Linked DNA regions of Anser cygnoides: regions 1 and 2 are each linked to region 3. A link is a contact called in public Hi-C data. All regions are on one chromosome and are shown on one strand. The core of a region is the stretch at or near the end of the contact, and the rest is flanking DNA. Distances in the headings are between cores, read along the strand shown.

Evidence for each region. Hi-C and Micro-C count contacts between places; a contact is called where the count stands out from the background.
Region 1: a contact with region 3 is called in a Hi-C map of liver, with 2.0 times the contacts expected there. The contact joins the enhancer-like site here to the promoter of OAF in region 3. A contact is called at or near these places in 2 of 7 Hi-C or Micro-C datasets (both in liver).
Region 2: a Hi-C map of liver shows a contact between it and region 3, with 2.1 times the contacts expected there. The contact joins the promoter of DLAT here to the promoter of OAF in region 3. A contact is called at or near these places in 2 of 7 Hi-C or Micro-C datasets (both in liver).

The regions. Positions count from the first base shown.
Region 1 is chr21:4,181,746-4,184,580 of Taihu_goose_T2T_genome, forward strand. No RefSeq gene overlaps it. Among named protein-coding and RNA genes, the nearest start is that of ALG9, 46 kb to the left of the region's middle. Within about 2 kb of position 1,301, at least 1 of the 3 cell types and tissues checked has open chromatin away from gene starts, as enhancers often do. A contact at or near this core is called in liver, where this site is marked.
Region 2 is chr21:4,070,180-4,073,124 of Taihu_goose_T2T_genome, forward strand. It overlaps DLAT (dihydrolipoamide S-acetyltransferase), which reads right to left and starts at 1,675. Exons shown (of 14, transcript XM_048063316.2): 1 at 1,334-1,675; 2 at 634-735; 3 at 182-306; 4 at 1-34. The coding sequence starts at 1,564. It overlaps DIXDC1 (DIX domain containing 1), which reads right to left. Exons shown (of 21, transcript XM_013187174.3): 21 at 2,258-2,945.
Region 3 is chr21:4,931,739-4,934,451 of Taihu_goose_T2T_genome, forward strand. It overlaps OAF (out at first homolog), which reads left to right and starts at 1,433. Exons shown (of 4, transcript XM_048063424.2): 1 at 1,433-1,860. The coding sequence starts at 1,630.

The DNA.
Region 1 (2,835 bases), core at 51-2,550, 750 kb before region 3:
GCACCTGCGAGGGCAACACCCTGACGTGTTTCTCTTTTGTGAACCAAACCCTACATGCCAGCAAAAGCACCCCCACCAAGGGATGCTCTTTGCAGACTAGGACATTTGGCCATCAGGGAGAGCCCTTTACATGCATTACAGCATCCCGTCCTGCAGCTTTGTGCCTTCCAAAGCTGACATTTGGATCCCGTCAGCCTCACACCAGTGGCTTTTGCACCGTGAAGCCCATTAGGACACGCACCTCAGGGCAGAAGTGCAGCAGCCAGAGCATGCACAGCCCCCAGACACAGTTCCCTGTCCCGCTGGGCATCGCAGTGCTCAGCTCCGTGCTCCTGGAGCACCTCTGCCTGCCAGGCTGCTGCAGGGAGCCCTGATTGCCCCCACCTGGGTGCCACCAAAGGCACTCAGATTGCCCCCACCTGGGTGTTACTGAGGGCACTCAGATTGCCCCCACCTGGGTGTTACTGAGGGCATTCAAAGCTTCTCCGTGGTCCTTCTCAAGGCAGGCAGAGTGTGTGGGGCTTGTGGATAGCTGGAGGTAAGACTGGAGGAGTGAGGGGGGCTTGGAAGTGGGGTGGCACCACACTGGTGGCTCTGTGCAACCCCAGAGTGGGGCTCTGGTGTTGTGTTCCTGCGTCCTCTCTATAACCATTTCTGTCGGGCGCTGCACAGGCTGTGGGGTCCCTGCCCTGAGTGGCTTCCGGTCTGTCCTGGTACATGATTCTTGGTCAGACACCACAGCCACTGCTCCATGCTCAGGGCAGACAGGCTGCCCTTGTTTGTGTGCGTGGTTGGATTTCAGAGGTGAGGGTTGCTGCGGAAAAGTAGCAGCTAAATATGGTCCTTCTGGCGGCCAGCGGGAAGGTGTAGCTCTTCCCCTTTGCTCTGAATCTCCATGTCTGAGCTGCTCTGTGACCGCAGGAGGTCCCTTGGCTCGCCTCGGAGGTTTCCCCCATCCCCCAGTGACCCAGCTCGGAACAATGGAGGCCACACGGCACAAAGACCGCTGCAATAAAGCTGCCAGGAGCTGACGTTGCTTTCCCCTCTGAGTTTTTCCAGGCTTATTTTTAGGCAATTTACAATTAATTCTCTTGGAGGAGAAAAAAAAAATGCTGTTGTGGTTTCTAAGAAACTGTTGATATAAAAATCAGCCCTTTTAAAGACTGGTATTCTGGGACAAATACCCCAGGGAAAGACAAAAATCTGGGTATGTCGTGCCAAGGCTCCAGGCAACGTGTTCAAAATAAAGCAAAAATGCCTGGGTAGGCCTTACACTGTATGGGTTTTTGTTATTTAAGTCAGCCCCCAGTTCTGAGGTGGGGTAACAACACATCAGTGAGCTGCTTACGAACCCCGTTTTGTGCTCGTGCTGTGTGTGTGTGTTTATCTTGATCTGATTTTGTTATCTGAGCAGGGAGCTAGCAGGGCTTCTCTGGGCTCCACGAGTGGTTTCTGGAGGGGCTGACTCTTCGTGGGCTCTTTGTAGCTGGTTGTGTGGCCTTTCCTCATGGTGACTTCAGAAAGCCTTCCCCAAAATTCCTGTTGTTGTTGTGACTGCGTCTGCTGAAAAGAAGTGAATGGCAGTCAAGGAGTTTGCTTTCCAAGTCCACCTTGGTGTATAAAGTATTAATTAATTGTCATTTATCAGTGTTTGGGCCCAGTTGTGCTGGGGAACTGACAAACGTCTGATCTTTTTAGGCCTGCAGCACTGAACCAGAGCTCTGGCCTCTCTTCAAACATGTGATTACTTTAAATAAACATTAATAAAGCAAGGTGAAGTGCTGGGGACCACAAGAGTGTCTGTGGAGCTCGAGGTTAAGGGCCTGGTTGAAACCAGAAGGGCTAAAGGTTAGAGCTGTGTGGTTCCCGGAGGAGGTCATGGTCTTGCTTGTTTAGCTGCAACTTGGCACCCGAGTGAGTATGTGGCAACTGAGGTACTGGGGGAGAAACGGCCTTCTGGCCTCGTGATACCGTGGTTGGGTTTTGCTTGCTCTTGTTCCAGGCCTGCTGAGGAAACAGCACGTGGTTTTGGCTGTTCTGTGCACAGGCAGTGCTGTATGTGTACGGGGTGGGTTTCGCAGGCGCCTGAACCCCTCAGAGCTGGCCCTAGCTCTTCCTTTGGGATAACGTGGTCACACAGGTCCGGGGAAGAGCAGGACCTCAAGGCCGTCTGGTTCGGGCCTCGGGCTGTGGGTGAGTCCTGGGAGACCAGGATTCAGAGCTGCTGTTCTGGGGATTTTTGTGTGTGTTTTTTTTTTTTTCCTTTTTTTTTTTTCCTTTTCCCCCTTGACCTTGCAGCATCTTGAGAAGTCGGTCGTTCCCTCGGGAGGGGAAATGTGGCAGCTCGTCCTGCCCGTTTCCTCCAGGAGCTCAGCAAACCGGCTTGCAGCCGCTCCAGCCGCCTTCCCGGGGAAGAGCTCTCTCAGCACCTCCAAAGGGTTAAAGCGCTTCAGAACCTTCCTTGGCTTTCTGCGCTAAATTACCTTCAACTTTCTCCAAGTAGGATGGCCTAGACAGATGTGTCGACATGGCAACAGCTCCAAGGAAACGCTTGTCAGGAGCGGGGAGCAGCTGGCCTCCGTCACGGCGAGGTGCCGCAGGCCTGCCCCAGCCGTGCCCCCCGAGCTCGCTGTCAGCGCCCCGATCCCTGTGAATAATTCATCCGTCTCCTGACCAGCCTCTAATGCGGCTGCCGTGACGTGAGCAGCGCTAACGGGACCCAAACGCTAATTTGCTGCATTAATAATAACGTCCTCCTGCTTCTGCTCGCAGCAGATGTGACAGGGAGGGAGGTTAAAGGCAGCCTGGCTGCTTGGCGGCTCCGATCGCTGCTCC
Region 2 (2,945 bases), core at 425-2,924, 860 kb before region 3:
AGTGTAGTTTTTAAAGGCATCAACATGTTCAGGCCTAGAAAAAAAAAACAAACACAAAAAAAACAAACACAAAAAACACAATGGTAAAACCAGTCTGGTGACTGTCCCTTAACCTTTCACACAGGGCAGCCAAGAAGTCCCAAGAGAGAAAATTCAACTCAAGAGTTAGCAAAATACCTACTTTTCTACTGTGATACATATTATGGCCCCAATAGGAACATCTCTTGTTCCTTCTGGCACCAGGATCTTGGCCAAGTAGCATTCCTCCAGGCTCTCAAAGCCAACTGTTGCTTTGTCTGTCTCCACCTTTGAAAAAGAACAGGATACTGTTAGAGCAAAACAGAAGACTAGTGAGCTCAGAGCCCTGCAGTCTGACAGCGTAGGGTCGTAACGCCCGCAGTCCTGGCAAAACCACCCTGTCCCACCAGCTCTGGGAAAGCGTGGTCTCAAACACAGTAAGCGCTCCTCTCGCTCAGAGAGACGAAAAGCAGCAACCAACTCCGTAAAGCTGCCGGTCGCTCGTTCCCAGCAGCGTCTCCAAAAAGCGGGTTCAGGTGAGGACAGCCGGGGACAGAACCCAGGGCGCGCAAGTTGCCCAGTAAAAATGCAGCGCAGCTTCTGCCCTCAGAATACCTCTGCAATGAGCTCTCCTTCACCGATCCTGTCACCTTCCTTCTTCTCCCAGCGCGCGATGGTGCCCATCTGCATCGTGGGGGACAGCGCCGGCAGGGCCACCTGCGAGGAAAAGGGAAGCGTTACAACCTGCGCAGCCCTGCCCGTAGGGACCCCGCTCACAGGGCAGGGACAGGTCACTGAGGACAGGCTGTCTGCAACCCCTGGCGGGTCAGGACTGCCTCCAGCCTGCAGGAAAGATCCCAACACCGAGGTGCCAGGGGAGCAGGTGCAGCAGGGAACCCAGAATACAGGGAAAAGGGGATAATGGTGAGGGGGGAAGCCGATGGTGGTACCAGGGTCTGGTGCGCGGCAGTTCCAGGGCCTGGCGTGCAGGGGTGGGGAATGAAGGAGAGGCTCTGGGCCAGGGGGAGGCACAGAGGTTTGGGAGCTGAGGGACTGGGAGAGAGCCTGGCGTCCTCTGGGGCGAGGAGGGCTGCCTGCTGGGGGGCGGCAGCTGGGAAGGGAAGGGAAAGAAAAAAGGGAAGGGATAAAGGGAAGGGAAGGAATGAAAGGAAGGGAAGGGAAGGGAGAAGGGGAAAAGAAAAGGGGAAGGGAAAAGAGGAGGGGAAGGGAAAGGAAGGAAGGGAACGGCGGAAAGGAAGGGAAGGAGAAGGAAGGAAGGGGAAGGGGAAGGGAAGGTCGCGGGGCCGCCTCTCACCTTCTGGTGTGCCGGCAGGCTGCAGCAGCGGCTGGGGACGACCCGGGGCCCGGCTGCGGGCAGGAGCCCCCGGGGCCTGCGGGCGGGGCCGCCCAGCGCCGGGCCGCGTCCCGGAGCCCCCGCCCGGGCCCCCACGGCCGCGCCGGGGCCGACGGCGGCGGCGCTGAGCGCTCGGCAGCCCCGCGCCAGGCCGGCGGCCGGGACGAGGCGTCGGGCCACCGCCCGCCACATGGAGCCGGAGCTGGAGCCGGGGCCCCGGCGCTCGGTGACCTCCCGCTGCGGGCACGGCCCGGCTCGGCTCGGCGCGGCGCGGCACGGAGCGGCACGGCACGGAGCGGCGCGGCACTGCCGCAAAGCGCCGCGGGGCGGGGCCGCCGCGGAATGGCGGCCGGGCACGGCCCAGGCCCGGGGGGGGGGGGGGGGCGGCTGAGGGCGAGAGGGGCCCCGAAGGACGTGCGCTGAGGGAACTGGGGCTGTCAGCGCGCCGTGTACACCCTGAGGTGTGTAATCCTCAGGGTAGCGGGAGGTACTCGGGTTTCAGCTTAGCAAAATTCCCATTTACCCTCCACCGCTATCCTCGTCCTCACCCCCAGCCCCTCATCCCACACACCTCACCGAATAAACCCATGGAAACTTTACTTCTTTTTTTTCGGGACCAGTATGAAGCTAGCCCTAAAACAGGCCCTGTTCCTCTCAGTGATTTATGCACGCCTTTTACTTTTCACAGCTATCTTTCCCTGTGCAAGCACTGAACAGGCTCAGTTTGCAAACCCCGCTTTATTGAGATGAGGGCTTGGTCCGCTAAAACCAACGTTTATCCATCTGGGATGTCAGGATCTTAGGTACACAGATAAGGTTTTCACTTTCCTTGAGGACATGCCTGAGAACCACCCTCCGTTTCAAATGATGAATGCAAACTCTATGTAGAGTTTCTATGAAAATATAATTTTACACGTACCATGTGTTACACAGCCAAGTTACAAGTATAGGAGCAGGAAAGTAACTTTGAAGAGAGTTGGGTAGAAATAAACATTCAACACAGCAAAAATGCAAGTCCTGGGTATGATATTAAGAGCATATTCCCAGAATAAATTCACTGCAGTCAGTGTTACAGTAGTGTCAGACTGATTTAAAAGCAACAGCTTTTGGTTTTATCAGCAAAACCCATCCAGTCCAAGGACTTGCCATCCAATACCTCTTATCCCTGTTTCTTACCTGCTGCAGACCCCTTCCTGTAAATCACAGAAGGTAAAGCAGCTGGTGAAGGCTGCGGTGTCACTGCAGGAACAAAGCTGAATCCAAACAGCTCACCGAAGCGGTACTTTTGGGAGTGAACGAGGCAAAGCGGGGCCTTCAGCTTCAGTGACAGCACTGCTAGCAGTCCCACCTCTGCTATCACCGAGGGAGCTGCACATAGGGACCCCAAGAACAAAGCACTGCTACCCGTCCTGTCTCAGGGAATATCGTTTGCATCTTAGCTTACATATGACATTAACGCTGATGATAGGTTTGTTGCTGACAACCCCAAAAAGCAAGTCTTGTCCAGTCTTGCTCCTCAGATACAGCCCAGTGCTGTTCTGGAGAGCACATTGCTGAAAGGCTGTCAGATCTG
Region 3 (2,713 bases), core at 183-2,682:
GGCTCTGCAGGGACTGTAGCCTCACTCACCTCCCTTTGTCCTCCAGAACAGACCCAGGACCACGCTGTGCTCGAGTTCTGGGGGCTTGGCTGGGAGGTGATGGACCTGGGGTAACCCCATTGCCATGGGGAAGCTGATCCCAGATTTGAGCTGGGCAAAGAGCGCGGCCCTTTGGCTGGAAGCTTTCCAAGGGTTATTTGTGCGCGCTAACCTCGTGGCACTCTTCCTTCCAGCCCCTGCTGGGGTCCTCCTGTCTTTTTGCATAATCTCCTCTGAATAAATAGACCGTGAGTGGGGCCTTCTCGGCGGCTTTTGTCAGGAGGACATGGTCGGTGTAGGTTTCTACCTTGTGGGCCCTCCCTCTCTTTTTGTGTCAGAGCCGAACCGTTTCTTTTCTCCCGTTTGCACCTCTTAACTTTCTCTCCTCGCCTGCTCTGATTTCTTTGCCCTGCTATTGTCCTGAAAAGTATTTGGAGGATACCGTTTGTGAGAAAGCCCTTACATTTTCTTACATTTTCAGTCTAAAACTTAACTTGTGTGAGGTCCCACAAAGCATACTAGTTGGCCAAAAGTGATCTCTTCTCCTGGAAGTGTGGATTTAAACGGTTGCTTCTATGCATTTCTGTGCTTCTCCTTGCAAAGCTCTTTCTCTGAGGCCCTGATCCTGCTGCCACAGTGACCTTTGTGTTTGCAGAGAGACCTTTTGAAATCAAAGGGGCCCTTCATGAGCATCTGCCCATCTGGAAGAGATTGCAGGAGTGGGCGGGTGAAGGGCAAATCTGGAGCCTTGTGGCTGGGCTGCGGAGTCTGAAGTGCCCCAGGCCCGTGTCCCTGGGGGAGAGGGGCCAGGGAAAGCCCCAAGCGGCTTGCACGACATCCTCGGGGGCAGGAATACCCCCGGCGTGCCTGAGAGCAGCCCTGCGAGCCTCCTGTGTGCAGCGTGAGCCTGAGCAATCATGTAACTGTTGTTTGATTCCCAACAACCGCATGTTTAGAGGACTCTGATTTGTGTGTGTTTGTGCAAACACGAGCGCTGGGCTTTGTTATTAACGCCGACCTCTCCTTTCCAACTCCAGTTTGGGGATAATTATTTATCCCACGGAGTAGAAAACAATTTAAAAAAAAAAACAAAAAACCTGCAGGAGAGCCCAGAAGCTGCCTGGCTGCTGCTGGAGCAGCCCCCCCCCTCCATCCTCCTGCCACCCAGAGCACCGGGGCTCGCCTGCAGGGCGGCTGCTTGGGCCAGATTTATTTTTATTTTTTTTTTCCTCGCCCTCGGGCGAGCTCTGCCTGTTTTTTTTTTTTTCCCATTATTATTCCCCTCTCCCCTCCTCCCCTCCGCAGCTGGGGAGCAGCTGCGGGCCCGGCCTGGCCCTTTAAAGGCGGGGCGGCGCGCCGCTGCCTCTTTAGGGCCGGTCCCTGCCTTTGGGGGAAGGAAGTGCGGGCCGGGGGGGGGCCGAAAAGCGGCGGCCGGGGGCTCTGCATGGCCGGGGGGGGCTCGGCGGGGCGCTTTCCCCACGCTGCGCTCCGCGCCCCCCGCCCCATGCGGGCCGGGGGCTGCCCCGAGCCGTGCGCGCCCCGCCGGGGGTAACGGTGCGGGGGCTGCGGGGAGCGGGGCCGGGGGGGGTGATGCTCGCCCCCCGGCTACCGGCGCTGCCAGCCCTGCTGTGGCTAGCGTTAGCCCCGCTGCCCGGCGCTCCCGGCCCCGCGGCCAAGGCTGAGCTGCGGGTGCGGGTGCGGCTGCCCGGCGGGCAGGTGGCGGAGGAGAGCCTGCAAGCCGACAGCGGCTCCGACTGCATCAGCCTGGAGCTCCGCAAGGCCGACGGCGCCCTCATCACCCTCACGGCCGATTTCAGACAGGTGAGGCTCGGGGTGGAGGGGGGGGACACGCCGGAGGACGGCCCCGGGATGCTGCGCCCGCCCCGCGGTGGAGCGGAGAGCCCCCGAGCATCCCCGGGGTCCCGGGGAGCCCCCGGTGGGGTTTGGTGCTGGGGGGTCTCCGGTGGGTCCCAGCTGGGCGAGGGGTGCGAGGGGATGGGCCCTAAGAGACTGGGAGTCCTCAGGAGGAGGCTTGGGGCGCGACCCCGGTGCCCGCTGCTTGTGGGGATGCTGTGCGGGAGGGCTTTGGGGAGCCGGGATCCGCCTGGAGTCTGGGGAAACCCTGCTGGGGGGGCTGAATCCACCTGGAGCCTCGGAAAACCCTGCCGGGGGGTTCGGGAGCCTGAGCCCTGTCTGAGGACGGGGTCCTTCAGAAGTCCCTCCACCGATGAGCGATGTTGGGGTCTTCGTTCGTGGTGCACCCCGCAGACGGCTCCGGGCCCTTCGGGCGGGTTCCTGGCCCCCCGCGGCACAGCTGTAACCTGGGCTGCCCAGTGGTGAGCATGGTGGGGAAGGATTTTGGCAGGATGAGTGGCGAAGCCTTCTCCATGCCCGGCTGAGCACAGCAGGTCTGTTTCTCCTTGCTGAGCCGAGAGGAGCCGTGGCTTTGGGTGGCAGACAGCAGCAGGGCCAGGGCAGGAGAGGCCCCCACGAGCCGGGGCTCAGGTTCGTGGGGCTCTGCTGTGTCTCCAGGACGTCTCGCTCCAAGTGATGGCTTTGGGGAGCACGTGCATTGGGGGTGTGGGCACCGTTCGCATGGCAGCTCACTCTGGGACTGGCGGAAAGCCAGGGATCCTCCTGGCCCCCTCCCAGGCCCCTCTGCAGGGAGGTGATG